2 separate regions of the Mus musculus genome follow, and region 2 is linked to region 1. Evidence: chromatin contacts called from public Hi-C data. All regions are on one chromosome and are shown on one strand. Each heading gives the region's core, a stretch centred on a gene start, on an enhancer-like site or on the middle of the called end of the contact. The rest is flanking DNA. Distances are from core to core; before and after follow the strand shown.

Region 1 (7,148 bases), core at 1,198-3,697:
AGAAAACAACAGCTAGTTCTACCACACTCACAGAGTCCTCACCAGAATTACCATTATTTTAGTAGCCTCCTCAAGGTGATATAGACCTTTTCTACAGTTCTCAAAATTCTTGTAGCCCAAACTCACAGCTACTTCACAGTTTTGGGTTCTTGTTGCATTGAGATCCTATTTTCGATATCAAAATCTACACGAATTTCCCAGTGCTGTTGTAACAAGTTGCCAAAACTATGGTGGCTTCAAAAACAAAGACATTCTCTTATGACTCTAGATGTCACAGGTCCAAAATCAGTGAATGGATGGTACTTTAGTACTTTTTAAGACTCTAGAAGAGACTGTTCTTGCCTCTGCTCGTTTTATTGGCTTCAGATGCTGTGACTTGAGGCTACTTAACTCCAATCTCTGACTCTAACCTTGCATGACCTTCTTAAGTATTTTTATGTGTCATGACCCTGGACTTGGGGCCCACTAAGTTAATTAAAAATGCCCCAATATTCTCAATTAGGTTTGCAAAAAACTTGACCATTGACAGATTTGGGCGTTAGGATGTGGACATATCTTTGTGGGAGTTGCCATTCAACCTACCACAAAGTAAAGAGGGTGTCAAATTTGGCTCAGACTAGGTTGTCAAAAGCTTTAAGGAACATTCTACAGAAGTGATAATCTGGAATTCATGAAACTAAAACACCAACAATACAGCTAACTGTTAAAACAAACAAACAAAACAAAACAAACAAACAAACAAACAAACCCTGCAGGAGATGGGGAAGAAGAAGTGTAGGAGTCATGGGGGTGAGGCCACCACCACAGCCCACAGAATCAACTAAGCAGGATCATAAGGGCTCACAGAGACTGGAGCAGCAACCACCAAACCCTTGTGGGTCTGCACTAGACTTTTTGCATATATGTTATGGTTGTATAGTCTGGTGTTCTTGCGGGACTCCTAACACTGGGAGAGGAAGTCCCTGACTCTTCTGCCTGCTCTTAGACCCTTTCCTCTTACTGTGTTGCCTCACTCAGCCTTTTGTGGCTAGTGTTACTGTAACTGGCTATGCCATGTTCAGTTGATATCCTGAGAAGCCTGCTATTTTCTGAAGGAAATAGGGTTCTAGGGGAGATGGGAGGTTGGGGAGGGAGGGGAAACTGCAGTCTGGATATATAGTTTAGGAGAGAATAAATACATAATAAAAAAATTGACTGACTGGGACTAAATGTAGGATCCGGTCCATGCACTGCCAGGACGCACTGTAGATAAGAGGAAGCAGATACATTTGAGCTAGAATCTCCTAGTCAATAAACGCTGTGTGCCATCAAGTAAAGGCAAGGCAATATAGTGGTGGATTTTTCCTTTGTTTTGTAGAACCATGGGATGTTGTCTTGTAAATTCATAAAAAACAGTTACAAAACTGCTTATGCTCAATATTAAAGAACTAAATTTGAGACAAAGTTTCCCTTTTGTAACTTCAGACTAGCCACAGACTCATGTAATCCCCAGGGATTACAAAGGTGTATCACCATGAGAAGCAGAGTTGCCATTTCTGCTTGCGGGATTACGATTGTCTGCTTTCTACAAGGTAACTAAACAGAACGGAAAACAAATCCCTTTGGATGAGATATTTGGGGGGGAGGGTGTAACCGAGAAACTGCCTTCTCCACTGTTAATTTTGGATATAAATCAAAATTATACTCCAAAGCACTATCTGCTGACTAGAACTTTGCAGAAGAGCTTGCACTAAAGGCCACATTCTGCCCTCTACATCAACAAGAGCGCAGGAACAGGAATAAACTTGGGACACAGAAGTTTTAAAAATCGTAGGTGCGTGGGAAAGGTGGGGCGAGTGAGTGGCAAGAGTTGTCCAGGGACCATCTAGAGCATTGGTGCTATGGGTGTGGGGGGGCGCGGGGTGGGTGGACGACGAGATGAAACCCTATCTGAGAGCCTCTGATTAGGTCTGAGGGGATGGAGTGTGCGGCTCGGGACGCTAAGGGGGCGCGGGCTCGCTCCAGAGGACTGCAAATCTAAGCGGATGCTGGGGTCAGGCGGGAGAACGCCTCGGATTGCCGTCAGGACTGGGCGGACACTGGATCTGAGGGGACATGGGACTGTGAGCGACCCTGAATCGCGAGGTCTGACAGCATCTTGCGGGAGGGGATGTCTCAGGGATGCCGGGTCCCTCCGCCCGCCGCCACTCCCCGGCCGCGGCGCTAGCCGGGCCTGGGCACCCACCTGGCCTCCAGCAGCAGCGGGGTCTCGGGCCACTTCGCAGTCAAGTGGGCGGTCACCGCCTTGGACGCAGTCGCCGTGCTGGCGCCGAGCAGGGCGAGCCACAGCGCGACGGAGCGCAGGAGCAGCCTCATCCCCTTCGTGGCTCTGGCCCGCACCAAGGCACGCCGAGGGAAGCGCGAGACGCCACGCTACGGTCTGGTCCTCCCGGTGCTCCGCCGTCCACTTCCGGTGGGGGGAGCTGCAGTCCGTTAGTCCGCCGGTCGTGGGCGTGCGCATGCGTGGCCAGCGAGGTCCAGGGGCGCAGTGGGGGGAGCCCCCGGGTGGACATCGGCCCCTTGCCTACGCAGGGCCGCCGCGAGGATTTTCGGAGGGTCCGCCGCCGGGTCTGGGGAACCCAGCCTTCCATGCCAATCTACCGCTAGCTGGAGCTGCCCCAGCCCCGCTGGTCAGGGACCCTGGGTGAGGGCCAGCTTTCCGGTTAGCATCACCTGGGGGGAGCAGGAGCGAGAGTAGGCCTCAAAAATGACGTAAAAAGGCGCAGGCGACTCCTGTGTGCACTGTTGGGAGAGCTGTGATTTATCTATCTATCAGTGGGCTTTCCCTGCTCTCTGGCTGGTTCTGAGGGCTGGACCTCGCTCCCCGCCACTGCCACCCCCACCCCCCAGGATTCAGTGGTCTCCTGCTGCTATCAGAAGTGGCATCTCAGGCCTGCCACTTGCTTTTGGAGTTGGGTGCAGAAGTGTCCTGACTCTCAGCCCCTTGGAAGGCCCAGGTGATTCCTGTGCCCCACAAGACTGAGAGGCGCTGCTTCAAGAGATTACAGCTGAATAGAAAAAGAAAAGTCGGAAAATGATAGCAGTGAAATGTAAGAGAAAAGTGGGGAAAAAGTAGTTCAGGAGGAGCACAGAGCCCTTGCTTCCCATTTGTGTACACCTCTGCTCTGTGGGTACACCCCATCTCTTCCAGCTGCCAACACACACACACACACACACACACACACACACACACACACACACGAGACAGATGAAGAGAGGCAGAGAAAGAGAGAAAGCACTCCATTTACCCTCACGTGTTTAGTTTTCTTTAGAAGATGCTGTTCAAAAATCTGCTCAGGTGAATCTCGACGCCAAAGTGGCACCTTCACTACTGACTTCTCTCCCAGTGACTCTTTTGTCAGCTGTCGTGTCGCTGGATTTTCACTTTAGGACCTGAACGCAGAACTTACTTACTTCCTACTGTAGATGGCACTTTTCTCTGAGGACTCATGCCTCACTCATTTCTGGAACAATTTATGCCGAGGATCAGTAAGTATCGAAAAGGCCTGGGTAGGTCCTGGGTAGGTAGACGGGAAGTTTACCTAAGGGCGCCGAACTTGCTTTCCCGTCATGGAGCCTGAGGAAAAGTATATTGTGAATCCTTAACATGTTTTGTTTTCGTTTTTTCATTTTTGGTTGAGATGTGGGATAGAAGGAAATCAGATGTTGACAGAGCCAGCCTTAAATGGCAGCATGTCTCATACAATGCCAATCTTTACTCAAAAAAAAAAAAAAAAAAAAAAAAAGACTTGCTGTATAAGTCACATGCAATATATTATTAAAGGACATAATAAACTCAAGTTAGAAATAAGTTAATAAGATAATAACTAAAGTTACATACTAAGAATCCTAATTCCTGTTGAATTCAGAGAAGTGGACATGCTACACCATTGGTTTGGAGAGAATGAAATTCACTTAATAGTGACCATTCATTCACACAATTACACACTTTATCTCTTACGGTATTTTCCTAGAACGGAAATGACTTTAGAACATTTTCTCACAGAGACCATCTCTCCAGGGCTGTTTCTTTGCCTGAAGATAAGAGGACACAAGTGGGTGACCTTCACATTTTTTTCTCTATGGAATTGCCTGGTGTAGACAGAAAAACCCAACTGCAAAAACCTAACAAAGCACACGTAAGTCAGCAAAATGGCCAGGGACTCTGAAATCAGTAAATTATAAAATTTGATCAATAAGTTCTAAGAATCAATAACCCCTGGGTTGGCCACGAACTCAACAGATTTTAGAGCTGTAACCATTTGTTAGCATTTCCTATTTCCCTTTTTTTATTTTTTTTTATTTTTTTGGAAAACGAAATCCAAGGTTAGTCACTGCCGAGTACAATGAATGTAAAATTCATGATAGCAGTTTTCATTATATGCGGAAGAAGTGATTAATGAGTTCTTTATAATAAGAAACGTGTTTCATGGAATAAATCATCTGGAATTCTTAAGGTGCAGAGCGGGCGACATTCATTCAGTGAGTATAATGATGCTGTGTGAGAATAACTTTAGATAATAAGAATCTTAATTTTCTGAGCTGAAATGAAGTCTTAAAGTTTAAGTGAAGTTTATAACCTCCTTTTGTTTTTAGATACCCTTTGTCGTAAAATAGACTCTATTGTCATGTTTTAACTGGGACATTTTAAATATGCAAGAGCATCCTGCCCTTTAGTCTCATTGGGAAGTATTCATAACTTAAGGAATTTGTAACATCTCCTTCCTAGGCAAGATTGTGTCAAAATTATAAGCAAATGAATAATGGTTAAGAGTGTCTAAGGATCAGCAAATCCAATTTTATAACTTTCCATGTTTTATTTAAAATAAGTTACTAATGTCCAACTCCATTCTATTTGTTTGTTTTTGAAGTCCCAGGATTGAAACAGAGCTTTGGGTATACTAAGCTGGCATTTTATAACTGAGCTACCCAACCTCTAAGGACATGTCTCAATGCATGTGTGTATGCTTGCATGTGCAGTTCATCATGGGGGCCTTCAAACAGCAGGTAGTGACTGTGAACTGTAAGTTTTAGATTAATTATTTTGACAATGTGAGAACTGGAAACTTGACATTTAACAATTATCTTCTATGCTCTCACACATAGCTAGTGAGGTCAAAGTACTTACTATTGGTGGCAAAATACATGAAATATAAAGCTGGTCATTTTAACCATATAGATTTGTTGCAGGATATCTGATCAGACTGTGAACTGTGATTGTGTTATTTACTAAAAAGAAAAACTGTTTCAGGTTGTGGTATGGCTTAGCCTTAGCATACACCTTTAATCCCTCTGGCTGGAGTACAGACACACCCTCAGTACACACATTAAAAGAAAACAATGAAGGTAAAGTTAGTTTGTAGAAGGAAGCAGACATATTTGAAAGTGATGTCTAATTGAGTGGCAGACACAGTGATGAATCAGAGAAAGATTTGACAGAGTAGGATATACTCAACTCTCAGGAGAAAAAAAAAGAAAAGCTACTTAAGAGAGAGGGGGAGGGGGAGGGGGAGAGGGAGAGGGAGAGGAGAGAAAGGCACTTTACAGAGACAGGTTGAAGAGAGACACAGAAGACAGAACAAGTCAGAGAATGAGAAGGAGCCAGAAAATTGAGCAGATTGCTACAGTTGGTTTGAGGCCAAGCAGAGGAAAAAGTCAGAGGCCAAGAGAAAAGGTAGATTGAATCAGTCAGGTTGGAATGGAATTTGAGCCGGACAGTTGAGTCAAACTGAAAGACCCACAACGTGAGGACTCCCCCACGTTCTGACTCAGGAGAGGCGACACCCCAAAATCACTAACGAGAAAACGGTCTTGTTGCAAATTGCAAGAGGATTTTTATTCAAGAGCGCTCTCGGGCCCACGGTCATACACCACGCAGGGGTAGAGGACTGTGGCGCCCCGAGTAGCTGGGTAAGGGGGTATTTAAAGGAAGAAACCGAAACTCAAGGAAGTGGGGAGGGCTTTGTTGGAAGATACCAAAGATACCAGTTAAGAGTCACAAGGAAGTGTAAAGTTACAAGAGTCACAAGGAATACCTGGTAATTGTTAACTCTCAAGACAGCTTCTAAGAGCCCCTAACAATAGCACATTTGCATTGCAGGTTCTGGTAATGGCCAGGGTGACTTTCTTTGAATGAGCACTCTTTGAACCCAGGAAGCGGGTGGGTAGAGGAATGTCGCTATCTCTTTTATGATTAGCATACCTTTACAAAGGCCACATTCCCAAGCCTGGGCCTAAAGGCCTAGAATTCTGTTTTTACGTTGTTATACTTTCAAAACCAGCCAGGCAGAGATCAGAAAGAACAAGAAAGGGTGAGTTTATTCAGCAGTAAATCTCAGAGGCTGAAAACATTCTGTGTCTAGATAAGATTTCACAGAGGCTGGAAGCTTCCAGGACTAAGCCTAGGTTAGCAGATGGAGGCAGTGAGCCTCCAGGTAACAATTACACCAGGCAAGTGAAAGATACTGATACATAGATTTCTATAGTCTACAGTGTCAAGTACACTCATGCAGCCAATCCCTAGGATAGTGAGAGGCCCAAGTTTGTAAGTTCAGACTCCATTTTAGAGAACCTAACCTAAGTTTGAACTCAGGTAACCTAACAGACTAGTACCTAACATTAGTTTCCAAGTTGCCCTCCAACAAAACCCGAGCCTAGCTCCAGTCTCTAGGCTAATCCCCAACAAGACCAGACTTTCCAGGTTTCACCCTCAACAAGACCAGTGTCTCCAGGTTATTCTCTCAACAAACCTGCACCCCCAGGTTACAAGCCCACCTCCTGACTTACGACCACCAATGCAGAGGGAAGCAGAAATTAAGTTTATGATATGACTCCCAGCACCAGCCAATTATGTTAAAGGCCATCGTAGCTTTCCAATCAGATGCTTGCACACTCACCTCCTGCTTGCTGCTTACTATAAAGCCTTGCCCAGATAGATATTCAGGGCTCTCCACCACCACTACCAAAACCATCCTGTGTTACAGGATGGAGGGGCCCAATAGAATAAAGGCCCTGCTGTGCTTTGCATCAGTTGGGCTCCTGTCTGTTTTGGGGGGATTGCTAACACTTCCCTGGCACAATAGCTCATCTTTCACCCTCTCCCTGGGCTC
Region 2 (7,148 bases), core at 2,131-4,630, 480 kb after region 1:
GAGCTTTTGGTGCTGCTTCTGGAAATTTGGCATTTGTCACTGGGCTTGGACAAGAAAGTACGTTCAGATAAGAATATTAGAAACAGCGACCATGGGGCTTTGCTTACTGCTCTGCTGAATCATTACCTTATGTCATCTCTTTGCTTACTGCTCTACTTAATTATTACCTTGTCTGGTCCTTTTGCTTGCTACTTTGCTTGATTACTTTCTTGTGTGATCTCCTTGTTTACTCCTTTGTCTTTGCTCTAAGAACTGACCACGTTTTTTGAATGCACCTAGAATGATGTAAAAGCAGGCTGGAGCGACATAGAGCTGCTGCAGCCTCAGCACTGGCTGGAGTCAGGTTATAATGTTTGCCTAATTGTCTTTGTCTTTTTCAATCCTCACTCTCTCCCTTGAGACCCTGTTGGCTGATGGAGCTGGCTGGGTCATCTCTGGATATGGAATAGTTCTGTAGTTACAAGAAGAATGCTTCCTTACTTCACAGAAGTCTCAGAACGCCATCTTAATTCTGCCTTTACACAGAGCTTGTTCAGTCTCCAGACCCAGTTCTTGTGTTTCTGATGGCTTTCAAACATATTCCCATCATCCTGTTTCCAAATATGGCTTGATCTTTTGATTATAACTGATGCAAGTGGAACCAATATCCCAATTTGCTCTCCCGGTCTTGTTGCTAAGGAAATACGCAGTTCTTTGCCATTCATCCCCCTCTTGAAACACATTCAATACAACCAATCTTCACCTCATAATCATCACCCTAAGTTTTAGGTGCATGACATCATCTGGGATCTTGTCAAAATGCAGATCCTGTAATGTGATGAGTCTGCATTCCAGACAAGGTTTCCATGATTATATGCCATTGTCCCACTGATCACATTTCAGATGGCAAGTGTTCAGACAACCTCACTGGTTAGTTCAGAGTGAGACTGCCTTGTGTCTGGGTTCTAGCTGTATCTGTATTCCCTCTCTCACTTACCATTCTCAGTAGCCTCAGACTTATGTTACTCATTCTAGCAAGCAGTGAACTTATTGGCTAAAAGTAAATATTGAGAAATCCTTCTTCTTCCTGTGTTGTCCTAACTATTAGATTGTTAGATTTTAAGAGATTTCAATTTTCCTGGCTGGAAGACAATTTGATATTAACATGTATGAGCTTTCCCTTGGTTAAAACTATATTTTATAGGTACCCACTTTCCACTTTTCAGCAAGCTGAGGAAGGTTGTATTCTTTCTTCAACAGTCAGACCATTATGACACCCAGGTTTGGAAGAGTGTCGTGAGACCGTCTCCTTTGTACTAGACGCAGTGAACATGTATTTCAACCCATGGTAATGCTATTCAGCTTTGGACTGCTTCTTGTATTTATTGCTTTTGCAGTGCAGGTCAGCAGGGCAGAGGACTGATGGTGATCCATTAGTGCTCTTGGACTCGGGATCATCCTTTTGCTAAGACAAGGTCAAGGGCCAACCCGCTGGCCAAGTTACAGAAGGTAATATGGAAATGCCAGCTTCCTTGAGGGCACAAGTGTTTTGGCAACAAAAATGCATTTGAGTAAGTAAAGTATCTCGGTGGCCCAAGGTCAAGGAAACTGAAAATAAAGCTTATTTTGAAAACTTAGAAGGACTCTCAGCACTCAGGAGATGGCCAGAGGGCTCTCAGTCTCTTCCACATGGATTAAGAAAATACTGTAGGGCTGTATTTCAAAGACACAGTTGACTGGCTGTGGATCTTCTTGTGGAACATCCTGCTAATTGTGTAAACTAGAATAAATCACCAAACATCGATGAAACAGATTCCTCGTGTGTACCACGGAGATTGTCACTTCTGTTCCAGGTAAGGCTAGTCAAGAAATACTTGTGGGATTTGAGGCCAATGTGATATCCAAAGCTATATAAATTACAGCAGAGTGCAACCTTTGGGCAATGAATGTATACCAAGCAGGAGTATGATGGACTATCCTGGGTTAGACCTAACTCACACCACAGTCTCATGAGGATCCCCTTTTATTCTGTGAAAAGGTGGAAAGGACTGTAGCAGGAAGATTGATAGCAAGCCCCCGTATACTTTTCAGAAACAAGTTCTTAAAAATGAGGTACGTGGGTGTCCACAGAAAGATAATAGGGTTATACTCACACAGACATTGTCTCATTTAACCCTTAGAAATACATTTGGACCCAGCACGTTTTTCTTAATGAGAAATTAAAGGTTTTAGAGCTTTTCCTGCTTGTCTGGATATGCAAGTGCAGTGCAAAGCCAAGCTACTTAAAAACTGAGGAATATTTAAGACCTGTGGATTCCATTGGCGAAATTTTTGGTGACCACGACTGGTTAGCAAGAAGGTCCAGAAGGATAGTGCTGTTTGAAGCCAAAGCTGTTCTTGAAGGACTCACTGCACTTGGAATTTGAGTAGTGATTTTCTGAAGATAAACCATGGCAGGTTCACAGAGATGTCCTTTCCTAACGTCATGAGAAAGCGAAGCTCGCTAACCATTGAGAAAAGACAGCATGGAGGGAAAAAACATACATAGTCGCCCTATTTTCCACTCACCTGTTTTAGAGGGCTCTGTGGCCTCTCCTCAAAGTGGACCCCTTTCCAGGAGGTGCCCATAGGCATCGCTTCTAGGCAGGAGGTTAAAAACTTTACCATAAGATGCATACGTAATGTGATTTTCTGCTTCACTTTCCTTTAAAGATAAACCAGGGAGCTAAAGTGTCGGTGTTTGTAGCTCCATTCTCGGTTGTAATTGGATGATGTTGTTTGCATTGGAAATGGGAGCTAAGTGAAGGGAAACTAAGATCTTCCTAAATGCAGCTTTGATTCTGCAGGAGAACTGAGACATCCAGACTGATGAGTTATTTGGCCCTTCTGAGGAAAAACCCCAGACGTTGGTTGTCAAACCCTCCATGTTTATTTACTGAAACACAAACTCCCCATTCCTCAGAGTTTCAAAAAATGATCCTGTGTGTTATTGACAAATAATAATTTAATGGGCAGGCTCATTAGATGGGCACAATGAATTAGCGAGGGGCCTGACAGCCATGCAAGCAGTATGTTCTGTATCTGTTTGCTCAGCACTAGGTGAAATGCAGAAGTCTATTGAAAATCAGATTTCCATGCCGCTTTGTCAAAGCAAATTTAATCACAGCCAGAACATGTGGCATCCATCATTTCCACTTCAGAAGACATCCACGGGGGCAGATCAGCACCGAGGAACCCGGCTCCCATGGCTGTCCTCTGTTCGCACGAAAATTAAATTTAACTGTAGATCCCTGATAAATGAGGCCACAGAAGCCATCAAACACGATGACTAAGTGCTCAGTACTAAAATCGTCCCCAGGGGCCCCCAGACTGGAAAGCAGCAGTCTCATTTGATCTGGCCCTGAGGTCTTTGCAGGCATTCACACCTCTGCAGTGCACAGATAAATATGGGCTTTAGCATACTGCCCCAGGGGGACGGGGATTATTCTTCTAGGGATCTTTATTTGGTCTTGGATTTTCCAGAAATTTCCATAAGCGCTCTCCTAGTCACTTACCCAATATTCTCCCTCTCTCTCAGCACTCTTTCCTACATCAGGCATTTCTAACCAACCCCTTAGAGCAAGTTCTGGCTGTTTTAAAACCATTTCTTCTCCTGCATTACATATGTCTCTTCTCCAGGCTCCAACTTATGGGAAATAAAAATATAGGTGTGACCTTGTGTGTTGCCAAGACCAGGAGCTGTTGGAGGGCAGGGACCATATTTTATTGTTTTGTTTCTTTATCATTGGGATCCGGGAATGACCATGTGACTTATAGTCAGGACTCTGCCTATTGAGTAAATCAGATTTAAAAAGTGTGTGGCTACGAAGTTCAGTGAAGCAAGCATCTGATCGCAGGTATCAGAGCCACATCCTTTTTAATATATTCTAAGTACATAAACTGCACGAATTGTTAAATATCTCAAGGGTAATTATCTCAAAAAAGGTAGGTACCTTTTATGAACTCAGATTTTATTGACTAGCTGACTAAACTGCCATTTAGATACCTCTGTTTCTTGTGTTTCAAAAACTATATTTAATCAGCTATTCCATCTGGATTGATTAGGTATAAGTACACATTTTTATTAATATTAATATGTATTAATAAATAAAGAATATGTGTTAGTGAATATTAGTTCCACTATCATTTGTCATTATTTATGGATTCTCTGCTCAGTATATTTTGGTATTGTCTAGAAAGATACAAAAAATGTCTATGTATAAAGAAATGCAAAGCGGGTCAAAAAGATGGAGCATTTCAAAATAAGACCTGTTTAGTTGTATATTAGGGGGAGATCTCCTAAAGGAAGCTTTGGAAAGGGTCAGAAATTTAATTTACATTGGCCCAGCTAATTGTTGTAGATCTTGAAAGCTGTGTGTGGCTGTCTTGATCTACTTGAGGACCTGGAGTCACATGTAAGTGGGCAATGCAGGTTGGGGGTTGAGAACTGCGGTGGGAGGAGAGGGTATGATTTGTTGATTAGTGGGAAAGTGCCCTTGGCCTTGGGGTTTCACTGCTCCATGGGAGGGAGCAAATTGCCATTCAAGAGCAACTGTTCCCGATGCTGGGGTGGGGGAGGGCAAAGAGCTCTCACCTCTTTTCAAACTGATTGACTTGGTGCAATAATTTTAAGTGTTACTAATTGAGAATAACTCCACAGCCTGAGAGCACTCTGCATGTGGAGGTATATTTATAGCTCCTTTTGAACCTCATCAAATGCCAATTTAAAAACTTATAGTCAATAATCAAGCACATTTTAACTCTCCTGAAAAATTATGGTGTGCACTTGAGCACACCCCCACCCCTCCACACACACACACTTAAATTTTCCACATAAAACATTCAAAAAAGTTTGGACGAAGTAAATACCTACCTTCTTAGCAGATTTACATAGAAATTTTCTTGAAGTCATTATGAAAATTGTTAAATTATTTTTCTGGTATCTCTCAGAAACACTTAGAAGCTCTGGCAGAAATCGTTGCCTTTGGTCTAATCACGTATTTCCAAAGGCAGTTTACAAACATGTTATTTTGCTATTTACTAATTATATTTATTTGATACACCAATCACTTAATAGCCTCTGGCTGCATTTACAAATAGTATTGAAAAAGCTCCTGCTGTTACCCTTATAATTTATTATAGACAACATAAAAACAAGACGCTCGCTCTGCATGCATAACACACATCAGCACGCTTTGAAGAAATCTCTGCACAGATCGCAATGAGCGAGTACAGGGGATTTTCTTCGCAGGGGCGTTTGAGTTTTCTAGACAGTTGGAGGCTCTTGGTCCCTTCCATCCCATTTTGCTAGTTCTCCCCTTCCAAAAAGTACTGAGTTTCTTGACCATGAAAAGTCAAAGCTAGGGTCTACTCAGTTGGTATTGGCCAATTTCCATGTCTTATGGGAATGATCTGAAGTGCACTCAGGTAAACGGTGGTTATGAAGTGTCTCAGGTCAGTGATGAATAATTCCTTTTCCTTAGAAGGTAACATTAAAAAATAAAAAAAAAATGTAAGAAAACCCAGACTGTGTCATATAGAATGCAGCAAAGCTTTGTAGCTTTGGAAAGATGCCAACAGAGTAACCATCAGGTGGGAGTGGATTTTCGTGTATCCGTACAAGCTGAGCACCTTCTTCTTATTTTTTTAGCCTTTTGTGTTTATGGAATCATCCTTTAAACATTCATCAGGCCCTTTGCTCTATGTGCTAAGATGTGAGAAGCCATTCGCCGATCCTGTAGCTCATAGGCTGGTCTGTAGATGAAAACTCTTTGTTCTCATCTCCAAGACTTTGACAAAACTGCGTGCCATAGGCTAAAAGGTGATAAGTACTCTCTCACCCATGTATGGTCACTTCCGTATTTTCTCCATTAGATAACATTTTCTTCTTCTGTGTCAACATTTGCCTTTCAAACACCCACTGTATTACTTAAATACGTGGACTCCTTTCCTTATGGTTTTACATGTACGACTCTAAATGCCTTTGGTGGTAGAGAATATGTTCACGGAGATACTAAATGGTCAGGCTTACTAACATCATTAAATATTAACTACAACATGACAGGAAAAAGTTCTGTTAGCCAAAATCCGTTGATTTAATTAATGTGTTTTAAAATGCAAGGACACCGATAAATCCATCAGTGTTGTGACTGATAAATTGGTAGTGGTGGGTGGAATGCCGGAAGTCTGACTTATAAATGGTCATGTGAGGAAGTGTGCTCTGGGTGCAGAAGCCCACAGAAGGAGACCTGCTCATCCTGGTGGGTGGGCTGGGCACATGCTGATGCTTTAGAGAGGAGAAAAGAGAAGTTAAGAGGAAATTGGAGATAAAAGCTCTTTTCTGTCTGCCTTATCATTCTGCTGCAAGCCTGGCATGCCTTAAAGGTTACGTGTCACCTATAACAGATGCAACTGAAAACAGTGCAAATGACTCTTGGATGCTTATGCCACAAATTTCAAAATAGGATGAACCAAACATTCCTAGTTGCTAGAAGTAACTTGTCTTACCTGTTATCAAAACAAAATTTGGAAGGAACTTGATTCACCCTCCCAATAAATAATGCGATTCTTGTAGGAAGGGATGCCCTTTTATTATTCTAACAGAATATGTGAATAATTTATGAAGCAATTCTAATCATACTTGGAGGGAAGAAAAAAAGACGATGGCCGTGACTTTCTCTTGCTTTATATATTAATTATAGAGATCTGCTGCATTATAAATTTATTAGCAACTTGAGAGAACAAAATAGCTTTGTTTAAAAATATTAGGAACTATACTGGTGAAATATTTGAGTACATGGAACTGATTGTGACAATATTAAGATCACATAGAAAACTCAAGACAAAATTAAGAAAAATCCGGTTGTTTGTGAGTATTTGAAATTTGCATTTTTTTTCTCGGTGGAATTTTAATGACCCTGCAGTTTTGGTGGCTGTGGCTTGCAGAAGGTTTGGTTTGGATCAATGGCTCCCCCACCTCTGCAGTTTGCTGTCCTTTCCTTTTAGATACTTTGTCTTGCATTGTGTTTTGTGCATGCTTCTGTGTGTGTGTGTGTGTGTGTGTGTGTGTGTGTGTATGTGTGTGTGAGTGTGTATGTGTGATAGAGATTCTCTAATTCTCTGTAAATGTC

What was found. A called contact is a pair of places that touch in the nucleus more often than the background predicts.
Region 2: a Hi-C map of the N1E-115 cell line shows a contact between it and region 1, with 3 times the contacts expected there. The contact joins the enhancer-like site here to the promoter of Uggt2 in region 1. A contact is called at or near these places in 1 of 484 Hi-C or Micro-C datasets (the N1E-115 cell line) and 4 of 115 datasets of contacts at active chromatin or transcription factors (acute myeloid leukemia, astrocytes, embryonic forebrain and 1 more).

What each region holds. Positions count from the first base shown.
Region 1 is chr14:119,096,987-119,104,134 of GRCm38.p6, forward strand. It overlaps Uggt2 (UDP-glucose glycoprotein glucosyltransferase 2), which reads right to left and starts at 2,448. Exons shown (of 39, transcript NM_001081252.2): 1 at 2,225-2,448. The coding sequence starts at 2,355. Gm16835 (predicted gene, 16835) reads left to right here and starts at 1,979. Exons shown (of 7, transcript NR_153786.1): 1 at 1,979-3,089; 2 at 3,302-3,528; 3 at 4,046-4,178.
Region 2 is chr14:119,578,986-119,586,133 of GRCm38.p6, forward strand. The region is part of intron 1 of Hs6st3 (heparan sulfate 6-O-sulfotransferase 3); the gene reads left to right. Among named protein-coding and RNA genes, the nearest start is that of 1700006F04Rik, 170 kb to the right of the region's middle. Within about 2 kb of position 3,381, at least 9 of the 459 cell types and tissues checked have an H3K27ac peak or open chromatin away from gene starts, as enhancers often do. A contact at or near this core is called in the N1E-115 cell line, where this site is marked.